Regions from separate parts of the Neogale vison genome. Here region 2 is linked to region 1. A link is a contact called in public Hi-C data. All regions are on one chromosome and are shown on one strand. Each heading gives the region's core, a stretch centred on a gene start, on an enhancer-like site or on the middle of the called end of the contact. The rest is flanking DNA. Distances are from core to core; before and after follow the strand shown.

Region 1 (4,737 bases), core at 802-3,301:
TCATAAAAATCCCTTTTTGAGGAAGGTTTGCTCCTACGTTTGAGAAACTACAGATGTGTGAGTAGATGAAATCACGGAGCAGTTTGATGAGAACCACCTTCCATGTGCCTTATCCAAAATTACCAAGACACATCCCGCCGATGGCAATAGAAGAGGGCAGGGGAAAGGCTTTCACTATTTGCGGCCGAAACAAGCCCACACCTGGAATGCTGGATTCTGGCTGACTACTGCCTCTCTCTCTCTCTCTCTCTCTCTCTCTCCCTCATGGCTCCTTTCGGATGATTTGTGAATAAACATATAGACACTGAGCAAGGACAGAGTTGGCATTCATGTGTAATAAGACTATAAGATTGTGTGTAGTCACACTCGTCTATTCCAAGGATTACACAAGCAGGGGGAGGCGAGGGAGGGCATACTGGGCTCGCTCAAGCACTACGGGATAGGCCCTATGGACAGAAGTATGGAAGCGGAAACACAGGGATAGGAAGAAACTCCTCTGATTTCCACTGATGCTTTAAACCCCCCCCATCAGTGATGTACCCAGTGCTAATCTCTTTGTTCCACCCTGAATTACTGGATAATTCATTTTTATCTTATTTACTCTTCCTACCAAGGTGACCAGGACTTGTCACAACTTTGGATTCCATTAGTGGTATATGTTAATTCAAGAGAAGACATTTCTTGGTACGTGAAGGCTTTAAGATGGCTCTCACTTGAAGCTTTTGGAAATATTCAACCCAATATATTTGAAAGAGGTAGATATTTTCTGCTTCTAATAAGTATCGCATAAGGCCAGTAGAAATGAACCGCTTTAGCTGTAATTCTTTAAAGATTACTGCGTTTCATAGTTTGGCTACTCAAATGGTATTTGGAAGCTACCTAGGAATTTTCTCACATTTTGATCTCTGGAAGGGCAATTCATCAAGCTCTTGTTTGAGGTAACTCGAACTTTAATCAGAATTCTGTGGGGGGGGGGACAGTCGCAGGGCTGTCTACCCAGAATCTTCAGCAGCGTATATAATTGAAAACAGCAACAACGGGAAAAGGAAAGGAGATGCCAGTGGGCTGGTATGTTCTAACCTCTGGTCAAGCAGTACTTGGCAAATCTCAACAGATTTCGTTAACTCGAGATAAAAACTTAAGCAGTGGCATTCTATTAAAATAAAATAAAACATCCACACAGAATCAAGAATTCCCAGTGAAGAAGAGCGCTGTACCTAAGAGCTCAGATCGGCCAGAGGCAATTTGTGAGAAGACTGAAGTCGGGATTTCGTAGTGCAAGAAACTACAGAAACTTGAAAGTTTCTTTAGGTCAAGCCATACAGCACGGCCCTCGGGGAGCCAGCCAGCATCGCTGAGGGAAACGAGGAAGGCCACATGTGGAACTAATTACTCATGTAGAGGCCATGACAAAGAACATTTCTCCAGACTTTTCATGGGGGCTTCACTTTCAGGAAGTTGCTATAATTACTGTTCAAGTCTAGAGCAGTCTGCAAGCCGCTGACAGATCCAACAGACGAGGAGGAGGAGGGAAAGAGAGAGACAGGAAAAAAAAAAAAAGAACTTATCTGCCCTTTTTGACGAGTGAAATACCAGAAAATAAAGTACCACAGGAAAGCTCCACAAAGTTGGCAAATGAGCCCTGACTTCCAGTGTTCAACTTTCTGTTTACTTTCTTTCTTTCTTTCTTTCTTTCTTTCTTTCTTTCTTTCTTTCTTTCTTTCTTTTTTAATCTCCTCTCTATCTCCAAATTCCTTTTCTAGCCTGGACCAGACAGCAGATTTGTACTGCACTTCCACACTAACTCACTTTCAGTTGGCCACAGCAGAACTGTGCATCTCGACTCTTTTCTTTTCTTTCCTTTCTTTCTTTTCTTTTCTTTCTTTTTTTTTTTTTTTTTTTACAGCTTTTCCATACTGAGGCCCACTTCCTGCCCAGTTGAGGAAAAAAATCTGGCCTGAAGATGAAATGACTGCTTAACATTACACTAAAACATCTGGTACCATTTTACGCACAGACCCATGTCTGAGAGCAGGCGATCCTAGCGGTCTCTCCAGCGGCACCGCGCATACCCAAACCTCCCCAGGGTGACATCATCCCATATATGGACTCTCCAGCCCAGCCCTCCCCCTTTTCCTGGTCCTAAATTCATTGCCAGTTCCCCAGTCTGCAGCAAATGTGCCACGTCAAGACTGGAAATCACAGCCCTTGAGTGTGTCTCAGTCAGTGCAGCAGAATTCTGGGGGGAGAGCCGAAAGCTACCCCTGGTGCAGGAAGGGAGGCTTTTCCCAAAGACCGGGAGAGGATTTTAAGTGCATAGATGGAAGCTTCTGGAGATCCTGCTCCGTCGCCCCAGTGTTCAGACTACCTGTTCAGGACAATGCCGTTGTACAGTAGTCTGCACATTGGTTAGACTGGGCAAGGGCGAGCAACGCTGTGGACGTCTGGGGACCAAAGTGGCTGTTTCCAAGGAGAAGACTTTTGTCTGCTTTTTCAAATCTCACGCCCAGTGTTTTTCTTCACAGGTTTTGCACACTAGGGACCCAGAAGCCCTCAGGGACACTGCTGAGAAAGGACCGCTCGAGAGAAGACCTGTGGGTAAGGCCTTCTTGAGCGCTCACCTGGTCTGTGCCCAGGAGAGCCGAGGTGGGGAGCCAAGGGCGTGCGAGGGAAACGGAGGGCTCCGTGCGGTGGGGAGCAGCGCGGCCACCCTCGAGGGAGGAGCAGCCTGGGGTACAGAGCGATTTATTGTATGCTATTTGATTTCTGAAGACTCATACGTCAAGTATTTCCTTAAGTTCAAAGTTTTTCCCACTTCCAACCGGAACATGAAAACACTCCAAACACTTCAGAGTAATTTAATGAGGCTGGTTTTTAATTGTTGAACTTAATAATCCAAGGGCCTAAAAACTTATCTGAGTAAGGGCTATAGTAGAAATTTTAACATCCCAGGACTGAATCCATTTTGCCTCCAAGAAAAGACTATCTGCTATTTGTAAAATGCTATCCGAACAGTGCTTTTTGGGAAAATTTACTTACATACTATAAATACCAGGAATAGTAGTATCTAACAATAAAAGAAGAGGCTGCCAAGTTTTTGCCCACCAGACAATGCAGACGGGACTGACCCAGAAAGAGCGCCAACCCAGAACTTAGTGAGTCAGCAACTGATTAAGTCGGAGAACAGCAGACACCTCTGTCTACAGATACCCCACTACGCATCTCTGCGTTACAGTTTTATTTTTTTTTAATCCGAAAATGGTTGATAATTGCTGGTCAGCTGAGACCTCATGCCTCTATTTTACAATGCTGCTATTTCTACGAGCATTTAAAATGATAAGGTACTTTGTCTAGAAACCCGCTGATAAAAAAGGAATTTGTAAACGAAGGCAAAGTTTTCTTTGGTCCGTTTCCAGCTGTCCTGGAGGTGAAGGGGGGTGGGGAGAAGGTGGGAGGGAGGAAATCCCTCAAGCTGAATGAAATCCCAATAGTGAGAATAACAGAGAAAGTCTGGTTGCAACGTGATCCATGCTGCACTGTAAAGGTGGGCCTCCTAAAGAAAGTTCTGGAAAAATGTTACTGCCTCACCCCTAATTCCCTCAACCCCCATTTGCATCTACCGCCTATTTTATATAATGAAAACATCTGTTCTATAGGCTTTTATGAAAAAATGAAGTGATCTCTTTTGTCCTCCTTTAAATTCTTTAAAATTACAGCAGTTCCTGAACAATCCTTTTCTAAATGGTACATTTTGTAACAATCTAAAAATTGTAACAAGTTCTCTTTTGTGAAACATTTTATTACAAAAGTTTCCCCAAGTTATCTTTCGTGAAAACGATTTACTTTTTAAATTACCCTTTTGATCATCCCCAAACTGGTATAAAGAACATATAAGTTATCTCTTCTATTCATACTTTTTAGTTTAAAAAAAGCAAGGATATATATTTAGTTATCTTCTCCACTTCTCCACTTAAATGATATGATAAAGCCATCCTTTGTTTTTTCTGTTGTGATCTGGAAGCCTGCATATTAGTTATTTTTAATAGAACAAGAGATATTTAAAACATCCATAGTGCCTCTTACACAAGGAAACTGAAAACAAACAAACAAACTATGAGGTAATTACAGAAGCTTATTTTCTCAAGAAATACATTTTTACTAGTTGATGCACTTACTAAAGAAGAAATGTAGCTATAAAAGACTTTGGCAATGTTTAAAGTTTTCTGAAAAATTTTTTTTAAACTATAAATGACAGAATTTCACAACTTGCTTTCCTTTCATGTATATTTAATTTAAATGTCTTTCTTTACATTAAATGGCCTTTCTGATTGTAAGAAACTATCACTGCTCACCCACCAATTCTCTCCCTCAGGACGAATTTAGTCTGGAGATAGAGGGACCCGGTGGTGTCCTTGGCATAAGTACAGGAATGGGAACCTTAAGAATTAATTTGTACAGGGTTAGCCTAGGGGTGCCTACAAGTGTTCGGTGGAGTCCCGACAAGCCATTTTGATGCAAACTTTTAAATAATGAAAAGAAATCCTACTTACTTTTAAATTGGATGGGCTAAATTCAGGATCAAAAGTAAAAGCTCACTTTATAAAGCCCTGCGGACTGAAGGCAGGATAGGATGGCCATTCATACGCTGGGCTATACCCCAGCATGAATACACGCGTATCGTAAAATAACCTTCTCTCTTTCCAGGGTAATTAGAGCAATGTTTAACTTTATTTTGAT
Region 2 (4,737 bases), core at 1,165-3,664, 230 kb before region 1:
TTCTCTCCTTCGACTGGATTCCACAGTACAGAGACCTCCTATTTAGGTCGTATTCTCAATGTTAAGGACATAACTGTCAATTTCAAATACTTCTCTTGTTTGCCAAATGAGAAATGTTTACCTGAAACGAGGGATGAATGACCTACCACTGAGGTATTAAGTAACAACTTCTCTGCATGTTTAGCAAATTTACTCAGAAGAGCCCGCCTTTTTATTACATTTCAGTATCCCTCCACTTTATATTTTGACATTTAGTGTGGAGGAAAAAAATGACTGTGGAGACCAATTTAAGCTTTTTAAGATTCAGCTCAGCAGTCCAAGAATCATTTATAATTCCAATCAGAGTTCTTAGAAATGGGTTTCCTGATCTTCCGCTATGTTTGGCAAAGGACATTTCTCCTTAGATAAGCAGTGCTGTGGACCTAGCTACATCCAAATGTCTGTGGATGTTGTGGATGTTGTCACGGTAATTCTGGGCATTGTGCCTATCCTGGAAGAAATTTTGGAGACCTCACATATGTTATCACGGTTCTATGAATCTCTTTTACGTATTACAACAGACCCTCCAGAGTGAGCTCTTGAATTAACACAGTTTAAAAAATATATTAATACCCCCCCACACAAAGCACATGTATACATAAATATATACACCCACACGTAGCATATATACACAATGCACGCACAATCACACATGCTTGTGGCATTTTAACAAGGGTTTTTAAACCTACCTATCCAAAGGGGCACCAAACACGTGTACTTACAGAAATGAATTTCCCATGTATATATTGTATACACAGACACATGCATTGCAAATATGTTTGTACACAGGAAACGTCAACATTTATCACATACTGGTATTAGGTCCCATTTCATATTTGAGAATTATGGCTACAGTCTATACTAAAAAATCATAGAATTAATCTATATGACTACATTTAAATTCTAAGTTTAGAAGGCTTACAGTTCTATCACAGGAACTGGTTTCATCATCATGTTTTGGAACTGAACGAGTTTGTTGCTGAACAAGTAGGCAATTGGCTAATAAACAGGCCCTACTGCTTTTCTGTGTTACAAAAGTCAGCTAAAAGCAACATTCAGAAGAGTAATCTTGGTAGATGACTTCTGGAAATGCAATATATCTGCTCTAAATTGATACTATTTCAATAATCTGTCCACAGTTGAGTAAACAGTTATTCCAATTAGTCAAGAAGCATGCAAGTGACAAGAAGTGACATACCTATCAAACAGGCATACACGGTGAATTTTTCCAAATCCTAAAGATACCGTAGGTTTTATTTAGCTAAACATCTGTCGTGTAGACGGCATCAGAGCAGTCGGTTAGGAGGAAGCTACTCAAAAGATGAGAGGTGGTACAGGAAACGCTTAGCTCCTGAAGCTACATTCCCACCTTAGGGCCTGGCGTGAACAACGCACTTCGCACACATCTTAGAGCTTCTGACTTCGTTCACCTTGACATCTCCTTTTAGCAGGATGCAAACCCTTTGCGAAATGGTATTAAAACTAATCCTAGTACTGCGGCAAACAAAGTATTCTCCAACATGCTTCTGGAATTCCAGGGGAGGCTGGGTTCTATTAGACATAACTGAGAAGAGGTAAGAGAACAAAAATGTGCCTACAAACAGAGACAAGCGGGGCAGTGGAACTGCAGGCTTAGAATCCAAGAGCAAAAGCCAGAGACGACAAATGCTATTGTTTACGACTACAGAAGATCAGTGGAAAGAAAGTTGGAAAAACATCTCCAATTTTCTTTGACATGGTTTGTGCTGATCTAAGAACACACCAGTGGTTATCCACAATATTTTCCTTTGACAGAAGGAAATTTTTGAAATACAGCAAAATGCAAAACCACGTTTAGCACAGAGCCAAACCCTGAAGTATATAATCCTCTAGCTGCCTGTTTTAGAGAATTCAAAGGAAGAAGCAAAGGGAGTCCGAAAGAGGGAGCCTTATGGAAAGATCTCGTGGGTCCTTTTGTTTTACTGTGGACGTTTACGTAACACATTTCCGTTTCACTGCAGCACCGTTTTTAACAACACATAACGTACTTAGCACATCTGTTCCATTCACAAAGAGTTAAGAATTTTTTCAAATGAGGGAGAAAAAAAAGATAAGAGAAGATTCAGGCTGGTGACTTGGGGTGGTGGTCTTTACAGAATCACTTGTCCACAGTGAGTTGAAAAGTTCTTTTTGGTAAATCTCGTAGTCTCTGATGGTTGCCTATTACAAGTGGGGTAGCTGTAGCCCCTTAGAATAACTTCGAAACAATGCCATTCCGCTTGGCAAGTTCTCTTTTTAATAATGGCTGAAGGTTTTTCCTTCATGCTTTATGGGTGTCTGCTTTGGGCATAAAGTACACAGGAAATTAAAGCTGAGTGAACATACAAATCATGTTTGCTGCTTTCAAAGGGAGACATTTCAGTTGGTGAAACCTGATTTACTTCTGTGGAATATGAAATCGTGTCCCGGGATGCCGCCGTTCAGTGAGGACTTGCTGTCTGGGAACAGTCAGCAGACAGCCCTCCACTCGGCTTCTGGCGGTTTCCTACATGCTGATCACCTGGTCCTACTTCGTCTACAGCTCAGCCTCAGGACTGAACTGTTAACCCCCAGGCTAACCCGATTTTGTAAATTTTTGCAGTGTTAGCACTTGTGAGGTTGCTATAGATCTCAGCGTCCTAGTGCCATCTTTTGGAACGACCTGTGCAGAGACGCTGAGGTACAGCTGCAGAGCGTGAGCTCCTGCACCTGAAGCACGGCATCCCTCATGAAACGACTTTTAGTTTCATTCCAGGGCCCCCTTTAAAAACGGCCGATGGAAAGTTCGTTAAACCGGCTTTAAAGGTAGGATGAATTCTTACACGCAAGAATTACAAATAGCTGGGAAAGAGAAAAACTTGCTCCAACCACATAAATAAGTCCACTATAGTTCGTGTCACAGTGGAGTTAGCCATGTCTACATCCCATGTCAGCCTTCACCGTAACCTACGGGGAGGTGAATATATATGTGAATAAAGAAATTAGGTATTTCCAGACACTTCTAGAGATGTGACATTTTGCTTCTTCCTTGAACTCTGAACCTAACTAGCCAAATCTTCTGACCGACTACCAGAAAATTAAGCTTTGATTCGCTGTTGAATATGCTTCGAGCATGAAGCAAAACACATCAGGATGAGGAGAAGCTCTCTAGAGCAAGCAACGTGTTAACTTTTCCTCTGCAAACTACCTGTGCTTCTGGAAAAGTCTATTCTTAAGGAATCCTAATAAAAAAAAAATCACTTCCTAGCAGTCCTATTAATAAAGAGAAAGGAAAGAGGATCTAAATAGGTCATTAGAGTAGGAGGAAACATTCATGATAGACAACATAATTTCTATCGGCCAAAACAGAATGTGGGAAAGTAAATACACGTATGGCTTAGGTCTAAGCCCACCGTCTCAAAGCTCTCAAGAATTACACTTAATGGGCTACCTGGTGGGTAACCTAGGAACTTGTCCAAAGCAAATCTCAAATATATGCCAGGGTAGGCAAACGGTCTTTCAAAATAGAGGGCTGCTAGGCAGACCTACCCTTGGTCAGTACAACATCTAAAGCCTCGAAGGGTCAGCGGTTTTCCAGAGTCAAACTCCGAAGGTCTGAGACACCATGAGCGACGACAAGGAGTGATGAATGCGTTAGTTAAACGGGTTACTTGCCTACTGATGTCCGCACACGCGACTACTCATGATTTACTGATCAAGTGTGTTGCCTTCACAGAATTCATTAGTAATTAATTGCCAGACACTTCGTTTAGTCTAACAGGGAGGATTCTAGTGGACGGATTATAGTGGGACGAGTTGGTGATGGGGGCGGTCTCCGGCTAGAAAGAGAGAAAGAGAAAGGTAAAGAAACAAGTCGAATATCCAGCAGAAGGTCGCCCCAGAGACCCGGAGCGCCAGCACACACATGCCCATGCGGGGACAGGCCAGCAGCGGCGGTTGCCCTCGGCCCTGGTTCTGACACCGTCACCTGTCAGCTAGCGTTCGGAGACAAAAGTGAAGGATTTTGTCAAATGCACATCTTTCTCAAAACAGAAGCTGCCCCTCCCAATACTAAAACAAAAACCCCAGATCATTTGAAAGCCCATCTCTGGGCCTTGCATTTCTCAGCCAACAGAGATGGGTACAGGGGGAGCCGGGTCACGCGACGGCTGCTCCAGGCACGGACGAGGGATGGTAGGCCTCAGAGAACGATGCTCTTCGAATTTTTGGTTCCCTTCATATAATGTCCTTCCTCTTTTCTTCTTACTGTTACAATGTTATCACTTCTCCTTGCCTTCAGCAGTAGCTTTCTCCAGTTTGTTCTGTATTTTACTTCTAATTTGCAGGGCCCTGGAAACCGGAGAATCCGGGTTTGGGAGTTCTCTACGGGAAGTGAAAGAAGGCCCCGGAGGAGTATTGCCTGCTTTCTGGTTGGTCACATTTCTGAGAGCTGAGGGGGCCGAATCCACAAAATCTGGTGTGAACTAACGTGACATCACCAAGCAATGCTTTTTGTCCTGAGCCCCTCCATTTACTTCCCAGTGTGTTAGGAACTTTGTGTGTGTGTACCTGCTTTCACAGGTAGTTCCTTGGGGAGTAGTTTTTATAACCAACAAAATTCAACAAGTTGTACAAATCACAACCACCTTTCTTTTTGATAAAACTCTCCTAGTGACTGTTTCAGAACAATCCCTTTTGGAA

The links. Hi-C and Micro-C count contacts between places; a contact is called where the count stands out from the background.
Region 2: a Hi-C map of muscle shows a contact between it and region 1, with 3 times the contacts expected there. The contact joins two enhancer-like sites. A contact is called at or near these places in 2 of 3 Hi-C or Micro-C datasets (fibroblasts and muscle).

The regions. Positions count from the first base shown.
Region 1 is chr10:34,916,040-34,920,776 of ASM_NN_V1, reverse strand. The region is part of intron 15 of DNM3 (dynamin-3); the gene reads right to left. Among named protein-coding and RNA genes, the nearest start is that of C10H1orf105, 250 kb to the left of the region's middle. Within about 2 kb of position 2,051, the one cell type or tissue checked has open chromatin away from gene starts, as enhancers often do. A contact at or near this core is called in fibroblasts, where this site is marked.
Region 2 is chr10:35,145,153-35,149,889 of ASM_NN_V1, reverse strand. The region is part of intron 20 of DNM3 (dynamin-3); the gene reads right to left. Among named protein-coding and RNA genes, the nearest start is that of C10H1orf105, 20 kb to the left of the region's middle. Within about 2 kb of position 2,414, the one cell type or tissue checked has open chromatin away from gene starts, as enhancers often do. A contact at or near this core is called in fibroblasts, where this site is marked.